2 separate regions of the Zea mays genome follow, and region 2 is linked to region 1. A link is a contact called in public Hi-C data. All regions are on one chromosome and are shown on one strand. Each heading gives the region's core, a stretch centred on a gene start, on an enhancer-like site or on the middle of the called end of the contact. The rest is flanking DNA. Distances are from core to core; before and after follow the strand shown. Region 1 holds the start of LOC103635621 (amidophosphoribosyltransferase, chloroplastic-like). Region 2 holds the start of LOC100191374.

The links. A called contact is a pair of places that touch in the nucleus more often than the background predicts.
Region 2: a contact with region 1 is called in a Hi-C map of leaf, with 5 times the contacts expected there. The contact joins the promoter of LOC100191374 here to the promoter of LOC103635621 in region 1. A contact is called at or near these places in 8 of 25 Hi-C or Micro-C datasets (bundle sheath, ear, endosperm and 2 more).

What each region holds. Positions count from the first base shown.
Region 1 is chr8:103,440,980-103,444,130 of Zm-B73-REFERENCE-NAM-5.0, forward strand. LOC103635621 (amidophosphoribosyltransferase, chloroplastic-like) reads right to left here and starts at 1,772. Exons shown (of 1, transcript NM_001323269.1): 1 at 1-1,772. The coding sequence starts at 1,626. The coding sequence ends at 4.
Region 2 is chr8:103,632,723-103,636,263 of Zm-B73-REFERENCE-NAM-5.0, forward strand. It overlaps LOC100191374, which reads left to right and starts at 1,725. Exons shown (of 9, transcript NM_001136808.2): 1 at 1,725-1,981; 2 at 2,228-2,284; 3 at 2,363-2,453; 4 at 2,615-2,775; 5 at 3,002-3,129; 6 at 3,210-3,347; 7 at 3,430-3,522. The coding sequence starts at 1,828.

The DNA.
Region 1 (3,151 bases), core at 522-3,021:
GGCTCACTCCTCCGGCTCGGCGGCCGGGTCGGCTAGTGTGGGCAGCACAGGGTACTTGCGCGAGAAGCACGCGTCGCAGTAGTCCCTCGACTCTTCGCCGTAGATGCTGTGCAGCTTGCCCAGCGAGAGGAAGGCGAGTGAGTCGCTGCCGATCTCCCGGCGCACGCCATCCATGTCCATCCGATTGGAGATGAGCTCGCCCTCGCTCGGCGTGTCGATGCCATAGAGGCAGGAGCCCACAACTGGTGGGCTCGCGATCCGCATATGCACCTCCCGCGCGCCGGCGTCTCGGAGCAGCCGCACGATCTTGCTCGAGGTGGTGCCGCGCACCAGGGAGTCGTCCACGACAACGACGCTCTTGCCGGTGATGACGCCGCGCACGGGGGCGAGCTTCAGCTTCACGGCGAGGTCCCGGATCGCTTGCGTCGGCTGGATGAAGCTGCGGCCGCTGTAATGCCAACGGATGAGACCCTGCTGGAACTCGAGCCCCGACGCGCGTGCGAACCCGAGCGCGGCGTAGAAGCCCGAGTCAGGCACCGGGATGACGACGTCGGCGCCCGGGGCAGGGGACTCCTCGGCCAGCGCCTGTCCGAAGGCGGTACGGCGCTCGTGAACGGCGTGCGAGAACACCACCGAGTTGGGCAGCGAGAAGTAGATGTGCTCGAACACGCAGGCGCGCCGGGGGCGGTGCGGGAGGAGGCAGGCCGAGGCGACCGACATGTCGCGGCGGTCGACCATGACCACCTCCCCGGGCTCCACCTCGCGCTCGTAGGTGGCGTCGATGAGGTCCAGCGCGCAGGTCTCCGACGCGAAGACGACAGCGCCGTTCCGGCGGCGGCCCATCACCAGCGGGCGGAACCCATGTGGGTCGCGCACGGCGAAGAGCTTGTCGGCCGTGAGGAACAGGAGCGAGTAGGACCCCGCGAGGCGCTCGCAGGCGTCGCAGACCCGGGCGAGCAGGGGCCGCGACAGCGACGTCGCGATGAGGTGGAGGATGACCTCCGTGTCCGAGGACGTGTTGAAGATGGACCCCCTGGCCTCGAGCTTGTTCCGTAGCGCCTGGTAGTTGACGAGGTTGCCGTTATGCGCCACGGCGACCTGCCCGAACCGGTACCCGGCCAGGAACGGCTGCACGTTGCGCAGCGAAGCGGCGGCGCCGGCCGTGGAGTAGCGCACGTGTCCGATGGCGGCGGGACCCGGGAGCGAGGCGAGCCGGGACGGGTCCCCGAACACGTCGGCCACGAGACCCAGCCCGGTAACGGACTTGAGCTTGCCGTCCCCGCCCACGGCGACGATCCCGGCCCCCTCCTCCCCGCGGTGCTGCAGCTTCTGCAGCCCCAGATAGCACAGCGACGACGCGTCCGGGTCGCCCACGACCCCGACTAAACCGCACTCCTCGCGCGGGTGGTCATCCGCGTCCTCATCCACGCCGTAAGAGAACGGGGTGACGCGGTCGGGCAGGAGCGCCCGGGCCGCCGCCTCACGCCGGCCGGAGCCACAGTGCAGCGAGAGAGGAAACGGACTCGCAGAGTACCTGAGCTGGTGCCGGTGATAGGTTGCGTGGTGGTGGAGGAGTCGGGACGTGCACGTGGCGGCGGCGGTGGTGGCGGCGGCGACAATTCCCATTTTTTTGATATGGACGGGATTGGTCGATTGGGGCGGGCGGCGGGGCGAGGCGAGGCGAGGGCACACGGGGTGATGAGCCTCTCCCGCTGCGCGTCAAGGGGCCAGATTTAAAAAGGTTTCCTTGGTGAGTGCCTGGCTGCCGCTGGATTAGGTCGGCACAATCGTATCTCCTATTCTCCTGCCGTCGCTGCGGTCAGCCGAATTTATAGTGCTGTGGACCCGACCAGCACCAGCAGGATGAGTTGACTCGATAATGCACAGTCAATACAGAGCCTATGGGCCACGGCCACGGCCCCAGGAAGTACGAGTATACGAAATTATGCATGGGCCGTGCTAAAACTCGACCCACGAAACTATACACAAGTACAAAGGCCCAGTTTTGCTGCAAGACGATGATGGCCTCGTTCGTTCCTACGGCTACAATCAGCCCACGCACCACCAGCAGTAGGCAGACAACGGCCACGCCACATCTGAATGCCTGCCTCCCAGCTACTTCTTTTCTTAAAAACACAGCATCACTGTTTTTTTTTCTTGTTTACGGAATAGTTATTTAGTCCCTTATATATCGTTCAAGTCTAATTTCATTCTTGAACTTTTAAAAATTGCTGTTTCAGTCCTCAAATTATATTTTTTAGGCTCCGTTTCATGTAGAATTAGCGAAGTAAACATTACAGTCCTCGAACTTTGCATTGCACTTTGGGTTCGATTTTGGCCTTAAACTATCAAGCACATTTTATTTCTATCCTTGAACTTCCCTAGTTCATGCATGAAATTAAGCTCAAAATATGAAGTTTGAAGACTGGAACGATCACTTTACTAGCTCTAGAATATATAACCTAACTTATTTTAAACTAAATATTAGTTCAAAATAAATTAAATTATGAATATATTATACTCTCAAACAGACAGATTCTTACACATAAATATCTTGAGTCGATTGCTTCCTCCTCTTTCCAACGAAAAGGTTCTTTCAAACCACCCTCGATTTTTCGCACTCGTCTCATTCACATCCCCCACACCACCACATCATCTTCTGTGAAACTGATTTTCTAAACTCCTCAATTTTTAAACCATTTGTTTTCCATACGTGTTTTGATGGCAGCTTTTGTTAATATGATATTATGTCAGCGCATCGGCTACAAGAGTAAATTGGACCGCGTCAATAGCTCAAGGGATAAACTGAACTATATTTTTTTTCCCGAAAATTGTCTATATGTTTTGAAAATATGCATTGAAAATCTTAAAGTTGTATTTAGTCATAGAAAATTTGATTTAGCTCAAAAGAATCTGAATCTAGTTTCATTGTTTTCCTAAAATAATTCTATATCTTATGGTGCCTAATTAATTTGGAATTGATTAAATCTTATATGAAGTTGTTTTGATGTTTATTTGCTAGTATATTATCTCGTTATTTATTATAATAAGGCTAAGTTGATGAGCAAGTTACTTTGATGAAAACACAAGTGCCATGTAGCCACATTAAACTTGATGGTGCTTAGTATGACCATCAATGTCACTTCATAAT
Region 2 (3,541 bases), core at 475-2,974, 190 kb after region 1:
TTCGAAAACCCCAGATTACGCCACCGTCGTCAGACCTTGATCACATTCATGACCATTTTGCACCTGTGAGTTCGAGGCATTCGTTGGTGATCGAAACCAAGTATCTAAGGACCTTAGTGGCGATAGGGCTCCTCCAATAGAAGAATATCATCTAGTGGAAGATTCTAGGCAATGATTCCTTCTCAATGCCCGATGCCGACCAAATAGTGGTCTTTCTTCAATTTTTTCTTACACAAATTTGGTCTTCAACCTACCTGTAATTAGGGATATGTTGCATTAATACCAAATCGAGCTCATCCATCTTAATCATAACTTCATCTTGCACATAGCCATATTTGCCCATCTCTATGAAGCAAACTTAGGGGAGTTCGTCATTCTCCCTCATTCAACATATGTTCTTCCTCTACCCCCGACCTAGACTATCCCTTGAAAACTTACCATAAAAACCGGCATATGTGTTGGTTCTATGTTGAAAATCACAGACCCTAACTTTCCAGAATTCATGCTCAGTGTTCGATTCCACGAATTGAGTGGATGAGTGACCCAACGTTGACATATTGTGAGATTGTTCTCGCGCCTATGAAGAGGATTCAACACATGGAGCTCGAGCTTAATTCTATGCATGTGATCGGAAATTGGATCCAACGCTAAGTCCCCCATTACACGAGATGACAAATTATGCTTGAAAGTATGAGAATGTACTATTAAAAGTTTATATTAATTGTCTAGTATCTTAATGATCTTAAATAAAAATACAAATTATAAAGTTGTAGATTTCATCGAGTGCTACAACATTCATACAAAAATTGTTCTCATTTGACACCATACAAGAAAAATATAGAAAAAACATGAAAAAAGGCTCGAATGGTACGATCCTTCCGTCACCCGAGACTATATCACTAAAAATCTATATTATTTATCTTAAGTATGTTAATAATTTTAAATAAAAAGAATTCAAAAACATAAATCTTATAAGAGCTACAACTTTCGTATGAAAAAAATCTCTATTTAACATCATACAAGAAGAATATAATTTTTCTAATACAACAAACACTGTACGTGATTAATATATTCCTAAAATTTTGTATTATTTTTTACCATTTTAACGACCGCAATAAAAGAATTTAAACTTCGATCATCCATTTATTTTGACTATTTAACAACATTTTGAATAACAATGTTATAGAAGGCTTAACAAATATTTGATGACCATATAATAGAACATGTAATATGTTTTGTTGTACTATTATAGTGTTGCTACTTTATTCAATTATCCATAATGTTGTTGAATGGATGAATGAACAATGTTAGAAATTTTGTAATAGTATTTAGATAGATATATTTCACGCTTGTATAATATATTATTTTGATTAATGTTTAATCTCTGTAGGTACGGGTGACTCATACATACATGGAATGGTTATGAGGTAAATTCATACTCACTAGTGTATATATGTAGTGTATATATATATATGACTCGACATTTATTTCGCGAGATAGTACCGTAGACATTTACCCAGCAGCAGCGAACAGCCTCGCTATTAGTGTCATTGTATCAATGAGAGTGTTAAAAATCGCTATCCACTAATAGTGCCACGTCAATGCATGTGAACATGCCATATACACGTTGAGGGTTAGAAATAGAAATAAAAATGAGATGGGGTTATTTTAAAAATGATTAATAATAAAAAAATTCCTCCAACCTCGCAAACATGACACAACCACAACAATAAAAAAAAACAGATCCCAGCCTCCATTTCCAAATCCACACCTGGCCCGGCTGCCCCAAATGCGTCGGCATCGCGCCGTCGCTGCTGCACACCGTCGATGACTCCCGCCCCTTCGAACGCCGCCGGCGACCTCTTCGCTGCCAACCTCACGGGCGCGCTCCTTGCGGTTGCCTCCTCCGCCTTCATTGGCGTCAGCTTCATCGTCAAGAAGAAGGGCCTACGCCGGGCCGCCACCGCCGGCGCCCGCGCAGGTACACGCCCCCCTCCATCATTAGCGGCCGAAAGGCGCCTCCTCTCTTTCTCTCGCTCTTGTTACTTCCGTCGTATTCGGAATCTTGGGGGCGCGTCGAATTCTTCGTTTTATTCGATTTTTAGCATTCGGTGTCGTCTACGTGACGAACAATTGAAAAGTCAGACTTGTTCATGACCAGTTCGTTGTTCTCTCCTCCTCCCTTCGACGAACGTTTGTGAATTTGCGTTGGTGATGGAATTTGCAGGTGTTGGAGGCTATGGGTACCTCTTGGAGCCACTGTGGTGGATTGGGATGGTTACGAGTAAGTTCCTGATTCCTTTGGCTAGCTCATTCTTTACGGTATCTGGCTGAAATAATTGAAATGCTCGAAACTTTGCAGTGCTGATTGGGGAGATTGCCAATTTTGTGGCCTACATGTTTGCGCCAGCTATTCTTGTCACCCCTCTTGGTGCGCTCAGCATAATTGTCAGGTAGGATTGTGAATATGTGATTGCTAAATGACTTAATCTGTTATATATCATGTGGTCATGTGGAGAGTGGATATGGTTAAATATTTTGTGTATTTTCTTTCCTTTTCTTTAAAAAAACATGTACATGCTCCTGTATATGATCTCTATGGTCTATGGAGCAGTGCTGTTCTAGCCCATTTCACCCTGAATGAGAAGCTGCAGCGGATGGGTGTGTTGGGCTGTGTGCTCTGTATAATCGGGTCAACCATAATCATCCTCCATGCACCTGAAGAAGAGACACCAAGCTCAGTGACACAGATCTGGCAGTTGGCAACACAACCTGGTATGCCCTACTATCTCGATCAAAAATTTCTTTTCCTATATGTTTGTAAATCCTAAAAAGAACATGTTTTGAAGATAAAATTGTTCACGTTTTTTCATATAGTTTACCTAATTCATAGTCTATTTATTAAAACTATTGACTGATGCATTCTCATGTTGAGTCACCAGAACAAACCTGTTGGATTTTGACATGCATTGTGTAATGTATGTCTCCTTGTTTTCTGCAGCCTTTCTTTGTTATGCGGCTTCTGCATTGACTATCTCACTGATCTTGATATTTCACTGTGCACCCCGTTATGGCCAGACAAACATCGTGGTGTATGTGGGAATTTGCTCAGTGATAGGATCTTTGACGGTAAATGATGTCCATGGGCATACCTTTGAGACCAACTTCGTTTTGGTTTTTATGTGTTTCTTTGCCTGTCCTTTGGTTAGGTAATGAGCATCAAGGCAGTAGGCATTGCTATCAAGCTTACAATTGAGGGCATAAACCAGGCTGGCTATTTCCAGACTTGGCTGTTTGCAACTGTTTCAGCTACATGCATAATTATTCAGTTAATTTACCTGAACAAGGTACAGCCAGCATTAACTTTAAAATTTAGGTAGCAATATTTACGATGTTGATATGCATTTCCACATCATGTTAAACTTTCAGGCATTGGATACTTTCAATACTGCAGTTGTTTCTCCCATCTACTATGCGATGTTTACATCCCTCACAATTTTGGCAAGTGCCATAATGTTCAAGGTATTCTAATTTTGGAAAA